Regions from separate parts of the Mus musculus genome. Here all the other regions are linked to region 1. A link is a contact called in public Micro-C and capture Hi-C data. All regions are on one chromosome and are shown on one strand. Each heading gives the region's core, a stretch centred on a gene start, on an enhancer-like site or on the middle of the called end of the contact. The rest is flanking DNA. Distances are from core to core; before and after follow the strand shown.

Region 1 (5,082 bases), core at 954-3,453:
CCATATCCAACCTTCCCATGTCCTTGTTTAGCCAGCATTGACACTATGAATCTGGACTGAGGCAGGTATGTTGGAGGGGACCCTAGGAAGTAGCCACACAAGAAAGGAGCCTGAAGGAAGCCACATCTCTCATCAGCGGAGACCATGCTGGCACATGTACTGCGTTAGGGTTCTCCAAAGAAATGAAGCCACAGAATATCACACAGCAGTAAAGGGTACATTCTTAGGTGTCCAAGTGTATTAGCTAACATCTATTAATCCAGCAATTACCACCTGTCTGTCAATCATCTATTATCCATCGATATCAGCCAATCAGCTGCTTGTTTAAGGAGAGATCCATCACAGGGTACTGGCTCAGGTATGTAGGGAAGATGGCTAATCCACTTCTCCAGGAGGCTCAGGCTGGAGTGAGGGCTTCTGACATTCCAGTTGGTGTTTCTCTACCCATGGGGAGAAGGGCATTTCCTCTCCTCAGTCTTGTAGCAGGGATTTAGAAAATGCCAAGGAAATTTGACCAAGGGTTCACCTTGGACACCAGAAGTGCTCAGCGAAGCTCCTCAATGACACAGTTGTGAGCAGGGCTACTTTCTAGGATCTCCTCCAAATAATGATTCGAAATTAGCGTGTACTGGGGTTAAAAGAAGGTGATCTGTAAGGTTATCATTTAGCAGCTCAGGGGCTTTTTTTCCAGAATGAACGGGTGTAGTCAATGGTCCAGTCTGACCGTTGGTTCCCAACTTCCTCTGTCTATTAAGTCGGCCTCTGCCTGGCTTCCTTAGGGCCACTTGACAGTCAATATATGTAGCTATCTTTGTGTACTGCGTGATAAGGCCAGACCTAGTCTAACAGGATTTAAAAATAGTAACGAGTAAATTTTTCAATTCAGCACTAGGGAAAGCTTCTTCCGGGTTGAGCAGCTTTGGTCGATAGACTCGGGCGTCGGTGATCAGTTTTGCATTGCCACTCTCTGGACCTCCACAGGGAAGCAAGATGGGAAACTGGCTGATGTGGGGCTCCTAGGGCAGGGTACCTCTCATATGTAACCAGGAAAATGGACAAAAAGTGAGGCTTGGGTCTGTCGGTGGTAAAGACACCGTAATTGCAGCAGTGGTTGGTTAGGGCTGGCTAGCGCTGCTCTGAAGGCAGCTGCCACCACAGAGAAGCTGGCCCTCAACAAACTTCACACTATTTTAATGCTTTGTTTGTGTCTGGAACAGAAATGTAGTCATTTAGCCAGAAGATGCTATTAAACGCAATCGATGGTGGTGATGGAAGCACCTGGAGAATGCAGAGAAGAGAGTCGAACCTGTGATCATTTTTTTGTTTTGTTTTTGTTTTTTGTTTTTAATTGACAGCATCGCATGGCTTCTAGCCTTGAGCAGTTACTGGATGAACGTGCGTGCCTGGCCCAGGGGAAAGGTCTCCTGGGACACTGCAAGCTTTATTTTAAACTGTCGAGGAGTGCCAGCCAGCAGGGAAAGCATAGGACCAGTGGCGGGAGTAAGTGGAAATATGTGTCGATTGACGGTGAGCCCTCACCTACTCCCCCCTTCCCCCAAGGCTCCTGTCACACATCCTTTGCGCTGGAAGAGGACGCCCAAGTTCTGGGCCTAAGCGTGGACAGCACGCTTTCCAGCGGACACCCACCCGAGGTTGCGATGTGCTCTTGATCGCTGGACACGTCACCGTCAATTTCACAAGGAGTCATGCAAGGCTTCTGGCTACTAAGGTCGTCCGCGCCCGCCGCCCCCCATCTCCGCTCCCGCCCCCCGCCTCCAGTGGCCTTGCAGCCAGCCGCTTAGCATCGCGCCCGCGTTCCCGACGCTCGTTCCTGCCCGAGTGAGACCCATCTGGTCACAGATCTAACGAGCATGTGCGTGCCATCCCCGCCGGCTGGCGAGGTGGCGAAGAGACGCCCGCGCCCCGCAGTCGGCGGGCTAGCTCAAGAGAGCATTCTGGGAAGCGCTTACTAATCGCGCGCCGCCCTACCCACAAAGGCGCGCAGCCCCGGGGCGCGCGGGCGGCGCAGGTGAGCGGGGGGCGCGCCAGCTGTCGTGCGCCGGGGCTGGCGCGGGGTGCGCGCGGGCGGCCGCCGCGTCTTTCTTCTCCGGTGATGTCATCGGGCGACGGCGGCCGCGGCCGGGGGGCGGCGGCGGGGGCGGTGCCGGGCGCCCGCAGGTTCCTGCGCCGCTAATGAAAAGGCACTTGACAGCGGGCCAGGGCGCGCGCGAGCCCGCGGAGCGGAGCGGGACCTGCTGGGCCGGCCGGGCCAATCGCCGGCGCGCGGCCGCCCATGGGCGCGGAGGCGGCGGGGGCGCGGGTGGCCGCGGCCCGGGCCGCTCCGAGGTGATCGCGCGCGGCGCCCCCTCTGTGCGCGCAGCCCGAGCCGCCGCAGCGATGAATTCTGCCGAGCAGACCGTTACGTGGCTCATCACCCTGGGCGTGCTGGAGTCGCCCAAGAAAACCATCTCGGACCCTGAGGTCTTCTTGCAGGCGTCGCTCAAGGACGGGGTGGTCCTATGCCGGCTGCTGGAGCGCCTGCTGCCCGGGACCATCGAGAAAGTAAGTGGCCATGGCACGGTCTTCGGGTGGGTCCCCGGCCCGGGCGGGCGGCGGGCGGCGGGGCGCGCGGGAGCACCTGGCGCGCGCCGGCTCGGGGCCCGCGCGCCCTCCTTTGTGCGCGGACCCGGCGGCGCGCAAGGCGCGGGGACCGGCGGCGGGAGTTCGGGGCGCCATTGTGTGCGGGGCGCCGGGAAGGGGACCCGCCCTGAGAGCACAGACAGCGGAGGGGGCCGCGGTGACGCTCGGGGCCGGCTCGGGGTCACGAGAAGGAGAGTTGGCTGTGCCGGCGGCGGTGGGGTTCTGCTCCACCCTAACGTGAAGTTGGGAGGTCGGCTTCGCCCCTCGCCGACACCGATCGGAAAACCTCGTCTCTGTGCCGCGCAGCTTTCTGCGATGGCTTTGTTTGAACGGTTTCGTCGCTGCCTTTGCAGTCTGACTCTTGCGTTGAATGGACCGGTGGCTGGGCATGTTTAAAGGATGCATCAAAAGCCAAGGGAGGGCCGAGCTGTGAAATGACTTACTGCCTTCCCCATCAAGGGATTCTTCACTCAGCCAAGCCTGCAGAACAGCGCACACAGGGTGCTGAAGCCCGATTTCTTTGGGGATGGGTCAGAATTTTTATCCTCACTGCCTGCTAGATTTGGAGCTGTCTGCCTGCTGCTGCTGGCTGCTGGCTCCCTGGCTCTGCAGTGTGAACCTTGACCACCGCTCTGGGTGACCAAAGTTTGTTTTCGTTTGTAAGCTCACAGAGCGGGCCGGGTCAGGGGTTGGGAGCACTTCTAAGAACAACCATGTTTTATAGGTCAAAAAATAATAAAGTCCTGTGTTCAAGATTATGCCAATACACAGTTTACAAGAAAACTTAAGATCCTTAGTAATTTAAAAGGTGTTAAGTACAGAAATGGAAGTGTCCCATAATTAGGAAGAAGTAACACTTCTTAATGGAGTACACACACACACACACACACACACACACACACATGCACATACACACAGACAGGCCCTAGGCAGGACACTCTGTTAATGCATATTAAGTGACCTGAAAAAGCAGAAATTCTAATTGTATTCATAAATTGGCATGCTGCAGTGTCAGAAAACATTTACCATGAGTTCCACATGCGTACCACAGGTTTTAGGTGTTTTCTTGAACATTGTATTGAAAACGACATGCATCTTAGAAGGACTAACTGATGTGGGAAACACTGTTTATAAGTGGGGCAGATCAATAAAGTTACAATTTTAAGATGCAACGACTGAAGAGAGCAGGGTGTGACTTGCCAGACACTGAGAAAACCCGGCTGTCCCCTGGCCATTGGTGATAATAAAAGACAGACGTCTGAGTGAGACACATGCTAAGGTTCTTAAAGATAACCCTGTTCTGTTTCTGAGGCAAAGCTGTAAAAAGATTCCTGTGCTATGTCAATGGACATGTTCCCATCCATGAACACGTCACGTGACATGTTTGCAGCGTTGATGTGGTCAGGCAAACTTCAAAAATTCATATTCTATTTTAAATTCTAGAAAGATCCCGTGAGGAAGTTGCAGCGCCTCTTTCATCTCTGACACAACACAGAGAGAGATGAATAAAAAGGGCTAGCCTCTGGCAGCTAGATTGGTCTCAAACATTCTGAAACTACAGTCGAGTGGAAATCTCTTGGGTCGGTGTTGTTTTAACTCTCTTTTTGAAGGCTGATGACCCTGTACAGATAGTCCCTGGCTCTTGAGTGAGGGGTATTTGTGGGGAGTAAACCATCAGCCACTGTCTGAAATTCTGGATTCCACGAGTTTGCATCTGCCATGAAGTCATCCGCACTTGGCAATGAATGCCTGCATGGAATCACATTTGTCTTGAAGCACATGTGTGGGGCAGCTTTTGCTTCCGTGCTGGAATGCCAGAGGGAGACCCTCTCTCCTTAAAAAGGAAATGCCTGGAAACAGAGCTGAACTTATGTGCGGCACGTGAAGGGTCTTAGCTGGACCCATTGCTACGTGGGCATGCTGACACTGGAGGGTTGTGAGCAGCGTAGGACTTCCCTTTCTCAAGTTCATGAGTTTAAAATGGAGTCCAGGCCTGGGAATGAGTGCCGAAGGAAGGCTTCCCATGTGTCTTTTATTAAGAGCACGTCCTGTTGTGTTTCACAACTGGGTTGGCTAGCGGGGACGGGACATTCCTTGAGCTCCAGCTCAGGCAAAGAAAATGGTGGGTTAGGGTCCCTTTCCTGAAGCCTCTGTGTTTACTTCTCTTTGGAGGCGAGAGGAGTGAGCTACAGACTGGTGGTAAGGGGTTCTGCTAACTGCTGCCTGCTGCCTGCCACGGCTCTTGGTTGCAGGAAAGAGGGAGGCTGGGATTGGCAAGTTTCCCCAGCTCTGGGGATCAAACTTTTGCCCTTTGATTGTTCTCTGAAGAGTCAGGCCTGAGCTGGTCCCATCCTGTTCCCTCCCTTTTCTGATCCCAAACCTGTCTTAGCCATCGGGTCCCTGAGCCTTGGCAGCACCATCCTTAGTAAACTCCTGCTTCAG
Region 2 (5,082 bases), core at 1,106-3,605, 1.6 Mb after region 1:
TATCCAGATACACAAAATTGGGCAAGGAGAAGATTCTCCAGGGCTAGCAATCCCCGGCCTTACACGCTCAAAGTTTATGGGATGGACTGGCAGATCCAATTGCTTACAACTCTATTCCCTGAGAGCAGAGGGCCTACTGCTCCAGGCTCTAGAAGCCAGAGACTTACAGCTCGAGACACTCAAGTTGGAGGCTTAGACTCTTCTGGACCAACAGCAGCCACAACACTTGGCAGCTACTGTAATCCCAGCCGGTGCTGTGGCTCTGTGTGGGTACGGGGTGCTGGGAACTTACGTGACTGTAGCTTTAGCTTTCAATCCTAGAGTAAGACCTTGACCCGACAAGACTTGCCACCTCCCTGGAACTCTTCCAGTGACTGGTACCCATGTACTCTTCTGTGCCTCTTCATAGCCTTCTTCAGTCCTGGTGCGTGCTTTATCTTCTCTGAATGGCTTCCTATTTCTTCTGCCTGTCGTCCCATCGCCTCTGTGTGCTGCTGTGCGTGCCCTGTTCACTCTTCAGAGTCCCCCTTGCCGCTGCCACCACTCCGCTGACGTTCTGTCCTTTATTTCTTCATGCTACCAGTCTAGCTTGTAGAAATAATAATAAAAAAATTGTGTAACATCACTTGAGAGAAGTTTCTATTGGACAAAAGATTCTCCCAACTCACTGAAAAGGTGAGTCAAATAGCTTGTTTATATAGTCAGAAATGGGGTGTGGGAAGGATGTTTGCACCAGTCACAGTCTTTCTGCTTGGCCAGTAGAGATGCTTCCCTCCCCCTCCCCCTGAACCCCTCATCCCCCAACCCCAAATTCTGGGTGAAAACTGCTACTAGAGCTTACCAGAGCTTGTGATGGCAAAGAGTCTAGTGCAAGCTATTGACACACTCATGCCTTGGGTATTTCTGGTGCAAGCTATTGACACACTCATGCCTTGGGTATTTCTGGTGCAAGCTATTGACACACTCATGCCTTGGGTATTTCTGGTGCAAGCTATTGACACACTCATGCCTGGGTATCGCCTCTTCTGCTTCAGCAATAAGCAGCTGTGGTTGCAGGGCTGCTTCCTCAAAGCCGCTGAGCAGTGTTCAAACAGGACAGCTGCTGGCGGACAGTTCGGCCAGATGCTAAAGAAGGGCTGTTGGGCTGAGTCATGGGACTGAGGCAGCCAGGTAACGGAGAAAGATCTGTCAGTTTGGGAGTCAAATTGACCTTTCCTCCAGAATAAAATCCGGTCACTCACATTAACAGTTTTCTGATAGTACTTAACTTTGCCCTGCTCTTCAGTCCCATATTCTTGGGAAACGTTGTGTCATTTTATCTGAACCATTTGGACTGATTTGTGAGCCCCAGCCTATTCTCCTCCCAGGCTCTCCAGCTTTAGTCTTAAAGAAGTGGCCTCTAAGATGGACTGAGTCTTCAAGGCTCAGGGTCTACCAGACCCCTCTTGGGATGAAGCAGAAGGTTTCTGAAGTGAAAGGCGCAAATGCATACACACCTGATTAACAGGCTGTTTCCTGCCCTGAATCACTGACAGCCCAGGCTCAGGGCATGTGGCTGTGGAGGTCAGTAGTTGAGCAGAGGTGGGGGATCTTGTCTCTGTATTGTTCAGTATGCATCCGAACAGTCTTTACTTTGTTCTGTGTAAATGAACAAGATTCTTCTCCCTGTGTGCACATGCAGGTACTTTAAAGCACTCTCAGAACTGACCTCTTTTTTCTCATGTGTACACACACGCCTGCTTTTTTTCAGTGCGCAGACATTAACATAGGTTTCCATATGTTTGCACAGAGGGTTCTCTTCTGTATATATGTTCAGGCGTGCACACACGACTGATACTCCATGTACACACACGTGTATACAGTCAGACTCTGCATATCCACAGGTGTGCACACACATGATCCTTTCCCTACGTGTGCATGCAGGTATGGCACACACCACATTCTTTTCACCGTTGGCGCGCGTGGTACACGCGCACACACAGAGCCAAACACGTGGCCCTCTACTCCCTGCGCATGCACACAGATATGCATACAGTTGGCCCTTGGTGTACACACACACACACATACACACACACACACACACACACACACACACACACACACACACACACAGAGGCGCGCACACACGTGGCCTCTCTCCGAGCGCACATGGAGACGCGCGCAGCGCTGTTCGGCGTCGGCGGTCTCCAGCCGGGTCCCGCCGCACGCGCACGCGCGCGCAGGCCCCGCCCCTCTCCCAGGGCGGGTAGCACCGGCGAGAGGCGCGGGAGATGAGCGGCGGGAGGAGGAGGAGGAGGAGGAGGGCGCCGAAGGCGCGAAAAGGCGCGCAGGCGCGCTGCGCGCAGCGGGCCCGCCGCCGCCCACGTCACCGCGCCGCGCGCACGTCACGCCGGCCCGACGCTCGGCCCAGGGTGAGCCCGCGTCCCGGCGCCGCTGGCTCAGGGCAGGGACCGCCAGGGCCGGACCTCCGGGCCGGCGCCTCCGCGCCCCCGTCGTCCGCCCCGCGCGCCCCGCCGGCCAGCCAGGTGTGGCGGGGGCACCGGCCGGTCGCGGCGGGAGGGCGCAGGCTGGGCGCGCGGCCCCGTTCCCGCCCCAGCCCGGTTCCCGCGTCCGGTCGCATCCCGCCCGCCGCCCAGCCTCAGCTGGAGTCGGCCTCGACGCGGCGTGGCGTGGGCGGCGGGCAGGGGTCCTGGCCACCCTCCGGCTCTGTCCGCGCCAGGGCGCGGGGCTGGTGGCTGGGCCTAGTGACAGGTGGGGCGAGCGGGCGGGCGGCCGGGAGCCCACCTGTCAGAGTGGTCGGCGGCCCCTCGGGGTCTTGGGCAGCCCGGGGTGGGGGGTGCCCGCCGCGGCCCGGGCGGAGCCACGCAGTGTCGTGTGCCCAAGTGGGGGGCCTTGTGCCTCGGCGGGGCCTGTGGTCAGGCGGGGCCCGCGTGCCCAGGTGGGGTGAGCCTGACGGCTGCGCGTCGCTCAGCCAAGGGTCCGGGGTCTGGCCCCGCTGCCGGTGGGAGCTGCTGGTGCCCGCAGGGAGCATTTCCATTTAGAGAGGTGACTTAAAATCCCCGTGTGGGACCTGCTTGGCTAGCTCTCCTGTCGGGATTGTGCAAGAAAGGCCCCTGCTGCCTGGAGGCCTGCCTCTGCCTCGTGCTGGTGGGGAGATGTTTCCTTTGAAATGCGATGTGCGTTAAATTTCTTCTCATTCTCATTCATTATTCATCCCCTCCCTTTTTTTCTTTTCTTTCTTTCTTTCTTTTTTTTTTTTTTTTAACCAGATAAGTACGGTTTCTTCTGTGGAGGGTACGCAGTTAAAGCCTTGATTTCCTGGATCTGGTAACATGGCAAAAGATGTAAGTATGGTCGCTGCATGCTGCAGACATGTTGGCACAGCTCGTTGCAGTTTTCTCCCTTTATTTGAGAGTGGCCATACGTGTGTGGCAGTGGGTTGGCCAAGACATTTTACAGGCAGGAGCTGGGATGGAGATGAGGGATGATGGCGAGAGTCGTTAGGTGGGTGTCTCCCCTCTGCACAAATGGTCTTTGTCATCCGAAGCGTGACACGTTTTTTTTTTCTTTTTTGTTTTTTTTTTCGTGGTTTGATGATGATGTCTTGATTTTTTTTTCTTTATCTAAACTGCTTAAATAAAATAAAAAAATTAATACATCTCTCAGTTATGAGTGTGTGAGAGGGTGTTGTTTGTTAGTGGGTTTCCACACAGGAGAGCTGTCAACATGGAACTTACACTGTACTAGTTTTATGTAGTACGTAAGACCGTAATCCAGCTTTGATGGATTGAATCCCAACTACTTGTTTGGGCACATTTTTCTCAGAAAGATGACATTTGGTGATTAATGAAACACCGTGGAAATGCTGGTTGGTTTAGCTTCATATTTATCACGAAGCTACCGAGCGTTTTGAAGTTTTTTTGGGAAACAGGTATGGACAATTAGGTTTTAAGGCTGTAAATACAGTCTGTATTGTTGGTCACATACATACATTTTTGCAGTATTGCTTTAACTCCCTCCAACACTGATCGTGTCCGTTCCAGTGTTCCTCAGTGTCCACTGTTCTGTGACTGTTAGATTCATGCCTTTTCTGTGCAGCCCTGGAAATGCAGGCAGACATGCCGCATCAGCTAGAGTTGTGCCCAGGTGTAGCGGAACCGTGGTGCAGGTGCGGAGTCCTGTCCTGACTGGCCCGCATGGAACAGACCCTCTTCTGGTCATCGAGCACCGGACCTGCTCCTGGGGGCCGGGGGGGGGGGGGGGTCATGTCTCACCCTGAGAGACCTTGTGTAGGTCACCTGAAGTCACAACTACATATGGCACTGGCTTGATCTCGTTATATCTGTTGTCTATGTACATCCATGTCCTGACTCCGTCCCCACGAGTGCCCTAATGAGAGACATGCCACCCAGCGCATGCCTACAAAGTAGCTAGATTTGGTGAATGGGTGTAAACGGGGTGCTGGCTCCCGTGCCTTTGTGAGGCCACATGGCATGGTGTAGTTTCACTGAGTCAGCATACTCAAGCCCAGTCATCTTAGTTTGTCATTATACACTCCTGTGTGCAGTGTCCCCTGGGGAGGCAAGTGGTCAGGAGCTCCTGTCCGGCTGCCGGTTTGGGGTTAGCCATTGTGGTGTGGCTAGGCCAGTGCTGTGACTGGGTATCAGAATGCTGCAGCTTAGTCCCCCAACAAGTGCGCACAGACATAGGCAGAGGTGAAGTGGCGCTCCCTGTTTTCTTGCAGACAGTCAAGGGTTGGGTCTTCTCTGTAGCCAACTGTGTTTTTAAGTAGGATGTGATGTTTGGGTTCGGAAAGGGACTTTGTAACTTATGCTGAAGGGAAAGAAAGAGGCACCATTGAAGTGTTCTAAGCACTTGATGCTTAAGTGAAATCTGGTTGTAAAGGGTCCTGTAGACATGTGGCTCTGAAGGCCATGACACTGGTGAGAACAGACAAAAGTCACGCTTGAGGTCACAGAAGAGGGGCAGGAAGGGCAGACAGAAGACAAATAACTTAGGGTTTTTCTGCCCCTGCTGGTGCCCAGGCAGACCAGCAGGTAAGTTGGGCTCACTGTGAACCGG
Region 3 (5,082 bases), core at 953-3,452, 1.0 Mb after region 1:
TTTTCTTTTCTTTTCTTATTAGATATTTTCTTTATTTACATTTTAAATGTTATCCCCTTTCCTGGTTTCCCCTCCGAAAACCCCCTATCCCCTGCCCCCTTCCCCTGCTCACTAACCTGCCCACTCCTACTTCCTGGCCCTGGCCTTCCTCTACACTGGGGCTTAGAACCTTCACAAGACCAAGGGCCTCTCCTCCCATTGATGACTGACTAGGCCATCCTCTGCTTACATAGGCAGCTGGAGCCATGAGTCCCACACCATGCGTTTTCTTTGATTGGTGGTTTAGTCCCAGGGAGCGCTGGGGTTACTGGTTAGTTCATATTGCTGTTCCTCCTATGGGGCTGCAAACCCCTTCAGCTCCTTGGGTCCTTTCTCTAGCTCCTTCATTGGGGACCCTGTGCTCCGTCCAATGGATGGCTGTGAGCATCCACTTCTGTATTTGTCAGGCACTGGCAGAGCCTCTCAGGAGACAGCTATATCAGGCTCCTGTCAGCAGGCTCTTGTTGGCATCCACAACATGTCTGGGGGATCCATCCCATATACAATAAACTCTCGATTTCTTAAAAGCAAGGAAACCTTCCTAAACAGCCTCCAGCATGTTCCTCTATGTGTTAATTAGCAAGTCAGCCACTTGCTAGAATGAATGGTGTCAGCTGGAGGGAGCCAGAGAGTCCTGAGCCCCACAAAGGGTGAAGGCTCAGAGGATGAAGTCACTCACTCCTGTTGCACCACCAGGGAAGTGCTTTGCTCTGTATGAAGAATAAGCTAGACACCAGGGCTCACTCCTGTGTTCCAACACTTCAGAGGCTGAGGCAGGATGTTTGTATAGAGTTTGAGACCAGCCTAGAATGAAGATTCGGTCTCAAAAATCCAAACAAGAAAAAAGAAAGGAAGGAAGGAAATGAAACATTCCTCCAAGTAGAACATTCTCTAAGGATAGATAGGAAGGCTTTATCCTGAGGCACATCTGTGCCAGGAATACCCACTGCAATTGTAATTGGCCAATAGCCTACAATTTGGCCCAGCAGTCATGGTAGGAAAGAGATAGAGCATCAGAGACACATGAACAGCCCAGTCAGGCCCACTGAGGCCAGCAGCTAGTCCCTAGACATAGAGGCCTGCTGTCCTCAAGAGTCCACACCACAGCTAGGAGTACCAATGAGCGCTGACTGCCAACTCCACCAGGCTCACAGCAAGTCCAGGAAGCCCGGAGAGAAAACCCTTTGCCCTGAGGCTGGCTGGGTGTCTGTAGCTGGTGCTCCGTGGTGAGCACTGGTGTAGAACTTAGGTAGAAAACAGGGTAGAAGGCGGTGGTGGCTCAGGAGATCAGTTTAGTCACTGGCACCATTGCCACCAGTGTCTAATCCAAACCATAGCAAAGTCAGATCTCCTCCACACCCTGTCAGAACGCTCTCAAATACATTCCTAATCCTCAGGTCTGGTGCTCCTGATCGGCCACTGCAGATCCCTCGTCTCTGGTTCTACCGTTATCAGAAGCAAAAGCAAGGGATGTGGAACCAGTAAACATTAGCTAGATTACGGCTGGGCTGGAGGTAAGGAAGGTTGTTCAGCCATGTGCCACTTCACACCTAGGCAGCAAAGAACCACCTTCCCTGGGTGCTAGCCATGGTGATACAGTTGTAAGGTAGAAGCAGGAAGCATTTGACAGGGGGCTGGACCACAAGGTAAAACCCAGGACTGTGGAGGGTCTTCCCTGAGGCCTGGTTTCTGGAAGGCAGGACAGAGACTGGGCCCCAGGAGTAGGTAGAGGTAGAGAGTAGTGAGTCATGAGAGCTGGATCAGGACGTGTTTGGTTTGGTCTCCAAGGGAGTCAGTCCCAAAAGGGGTGGTAATGTTCGCTCCCTGTAGCCACCTGAGGATCCTGTGTCTTCTGTCCACGCCACGGCAGGAGGTGTGACCCCCCCCCCCCCCCCGCAGGCCTAGGGACCCAGGCCCATGGCACTCGCCATGGAGTCCTGGGCTCACAGCCAGGCTTCCGTTTTAGAAGAGGAGTGAACGGGGCGGGGGTGGAGAAGGGGTGGATCAGCACCCGACGAGCCACGCGGGGGCGATGACAGCCCCCCCCGCCCCCCCTCCCCCAGTCCCGCAGGGAGGCGGAAGCAACAGGGCGGCGGCGACGCGCTAGGGAGTCGCGGCGCGCGCGGGGCCGGGGCGGGGGCTGCGGCGCGCGCATGCTCACACGCGCCCGTGACGCGCGGGGCGCAGCGGGGCAGAGCCGGCTCCAGAGGCGCGGCGGCCGCGGGAGGAGCAGGCGCGGAGCATCGAGCGCAGGCCGCGTCGGCCCGACGGGAGTAGCGCCGGGCGCAGGCCGCCTCCTCCGAGCCGCCTGCGCGCGGGCCGAGACCCTTGGCCGCCGCCGGCGGGGCATGAGCGCGGAGGGGCCGCGGCCGCCCCCCGCGCCGCCCAGGCCGTGACCGGGCGGGGGGCGGCTGCGCTAGCGCCCGCAGCCCAGGGGCTCGCGGAGCCGGGAGCGATAACCATGGACTGCAGTCTATTGAGGACGCTCGTGCGCAGATACGTGAGTGGCTCTCTGTGATGGGTCCGGGGTCCGGGGTCCGGGTCTGGGTCAGGGTTCAGGCCCGGAACGTCCCGCCGTCGGGTCCCCGCCGCGCTCCACCTGCGCTCGGCCAGGCCCACCCGGAAGGCAGTTGCAGCCGGGTCGATCCCGGGGTCGAGGGACATCCATCCTTATGGGGGTTGCGCTCAGCCCCAGCGGGGCGGGCCGACGCGGGGACCGGGACCGGCTGGGACATATGTACGGGGCTGCGGGGAAGCGGGGAGCCTCCACAGGGGAGTCAGAAGTGAAGTTTGCCATCTCTGAAAGTAGTCAGCCAGGTCCGAGTGCGTAGTTCCCGGCTCCCTTGGATGCTGCTGCGCGGTTAGTGACGGAGTGCCTCACCAGGGGAGACCAGGGAGGTAGGTGGCATCCATCAGCCGGGATGGAGCAAAGTGGGTGTGTGTACAGAAAAGAGAGAATCTGCCCCGGGACAGCTTGTCTTCCCTAAGCTGGACACAAGGACCTATTGTACGGCAGCTGGCGCGGGGTGGTCACAGGTTTGAGGAGCGCGTGCCTTGCCCAGTGCGGGCTGGGTACGGAGGGGACCAGAGCCGGCTCTCTCTAGCTTCTCTGAGTGACACTTGTCCTTGGATGTGGGTTTTTCTGAAGGGGAATTTACCCGGGTTTTTCTTCTTGCTTTTCTGGTTAATTTCCATCCAATTTTGGCCTTCCAGTAAGCAAAGAATGAGACTAGGAAACTGCAGCCCTCCCCACCCCACCCCACCCCACCCCACCCCCGTGGGAAGCGAAAGGAGGAGGGGTGGTCTTCTTGGTCCCTGTAGACAGTCACCTGCCAGCTTCCCAGGGCCACAGGACGAATTTTCCGTCCCTGGTGCTGTCTTTTACTTCCACAGTGCCCTTAGGCAAGCCTTCAGCTATTTTATATTTCCTTATCTAGGTAAAATTTCAAGTTAGTTTCTTTTTGCTGTGCTATTCTACTTTCGAAGTGGTATTTTCTCTCAAATCTAGGCTGCAGATATTCCTTAACGAACTTTGCCACTCTTAATTATTTGATAATGCATCTGGAATGTAAGTTATGGAATGTTATTCCTTCTGCTCATCTCATTTTTGACTGCTCTGCCACAGGCCTTAAACTCGAGTCTAAGCCATGAAATTAATTTGACTTTTCCCCGAAACAGTTATGGCTTGTTTTCTTATTATGTATTTATCTTCCAAGATGTGAGGTTAAATTATATTTTCTTTTATAAGAAGAGAAAAAGAGATTGGATATTCTTATCTCCTGGTTTATTCGACTCATTCTACAGAAATGAGCCTCTCCTCTGTAGCCTGCTGCCTTTCACACAGTCAGAATTCCTGAGAGCAATAAAAGCACCACAGCTCCCTCTAAGGCCATAGGTTGCTAAAGAAGGAGTCATCAGCCCTTGGACAAGAACACTGTCATAGGTATTTTGTCCTGGGTCAGTTCTCGGCAGCGAATACAGGCAGGTAAATGAAAGAGAGAACTCTGTCTTTGAGGCCAGTCCGCCCCATGCTACACGTTGGTCACATAGCTGTGTGAACAGCTCATGCGCTCTTGTAGTAGCCGATGTTCCAGATATAGTCTAAGTCATATCATGCATCTTAGGCATTTTAAGGAGCACATATAGAGCCAGTGACACTTCCTCTTAGATATGTAAAGTGAGGAGTGTGGCTCAAGTCAGCGACCCGACCCTCTCGGAGGACCAGCTGCGGAGCCTCCCGGCAGAGGCTAGAGGAGGCCTTTGCAGCCGTGGACCTGGTGGGCCTGGCTCCTAGGGTTGTCCTGCTGCAGTGTCCTTGTCACTGTGCCTTGCAGTTCTTGTGAAGATTGAGTGTCTTAGTCTAGAAAAGGGGTAAGGATGGGGCCTGGTTCCCCGGAGAGGCTCAACAAGTTTACCAGCACCTAATGCCAAGGTTCCCTAGGGGGTAGGGGTGGAGTTCTGGAACCCTTCAAAACTTTTACTTTTTTGAGAGAATCTCCCTAAGTGTGATTGGTTGGTCTGGATCTCACTATGTAGTCTAGGCTAGTCCTGATCTCACAGAGATCTGTGTGCCTCTGACTTCCCAGTGCTGGGATTAAATGCATTGGCTACCTGACCCAAAGCCCTGTTAAAAAGGGGTGGAAGTTAGTTGGTTCCCCACAGGGCTTTCCTGGGAGAGTAGGGGAATGAATTGGTGGTGGGTATGGTTTGTATACTTGGGAAAGATAAAATAGCGGAAAGCGAGGCACGGGGCACTGCTGCCAGCCAAGCAGGAGCAGTTGCAGAGCTTTCTTAGAGGCAGCTTCCCAGGCCAGGCTCCTCATGGAGGGAGGCCCTTTCCCTTTTGCCTCCTGGCTCATGCTGAAGGGATTTGATTTCCCCTCAAGTCCCTGTAGGTCAAGAGCTTCGTTTTGTCATGTCTGAGTGACGTGTTTCTGTGATGGGGCCTGGATTTCATTTATTAGGTTTTATGGCTTGTCAGAGCCTCTGCCTTCTAAAATTTGCTTTGCAGGCAGCACACATTGTCTAAGCCTGAGGCTTCCC

Evidence for each region. A called contact is a pair of places that touch in the nucleus more often than the background predicts. Capture Hi-C pulls out chosen DNA fragments and counts their contacts.
Region 2: a contact with region 1 is called in a capture Hi-C map of embryonic stem cells, with 4 times the contacts expected there. The contact joins the promoter of Tfdp1 here to the promoter of Arhgef7 in region 1. A contact is called at or near these places in 1 of 39 promoter capture datasets (embryonic stem cells), 1 of 484 Hi-C or Micro-C datasets (embryonic stem cells), 2 of 115 datasets of contacts at active chromatin or transcription factors (embryonic forebrain and embryonic stem cells) and 1 of 9 other capture datasets (embryonic stem cells).
Region 3: a Micro-C map of embryonic stem cells shows a contact between it and region 1, with 6 times the contacts expected there. The contact joins the promoter of Atp11a here to the promoter of Arhgef7 in region 1. A contact is called at or near these places in 4 of 39 promoter capture datasets (cranial neural crest, embryonic stem cells, hippocampal neurons and 1 more), 2 of 484 Hi-C or Micro-C datasets (both in embryonic stem cells), 2 of 115 datasets of contacts at active chromatin or transcription factors (embryonic midbrain and embryonic stem cells) and 1 of 9 other capture datasets (embryonic stem cells).

What each region holds. Positions count from the first base shown.
Region 1 is chr8:11,725,855-11,730,936 of GRCm38.p6, forward strand. It overlaps Arhgef7 (Rho guanine nucleotide exchange factor (GEF7)), which reads left to right and starts at 2,204. Exons shown (of 22, transcript NM_001372321.1): 1 at 2,204-2,562. The coding sequence starts at 2,398.
Region 2 is chr8:13,336,396-13,341,477 of GRCm38.p6, forward strand. Tfdp1 (transcription factor Dp 1) reads left to right here and starts at 2,356. Exons shown (of 12, transcript NM_001291765.1): 1 at 2,356-2,411; 2 at 3,270-3,344. The coding sequence starts at 3,333.
Region 3 is chr8:12,754,814-12,759,895 of GRCm38.p6, forward strand. Atp11a (ATPase, class VI, type 11A) reads left to right here and starts at 2,203. Exons shown (of 30, transcript NM_001293667.1): 1 at 2,203-2,539. The coding sequence starts at 2,501. It overlaps Gm33587 (a long non-coding RNA gene), which reads right to left and starts at 2,083. Exons shown (of 3, transcript XR_378725.3): 1 at 1,874-2,083.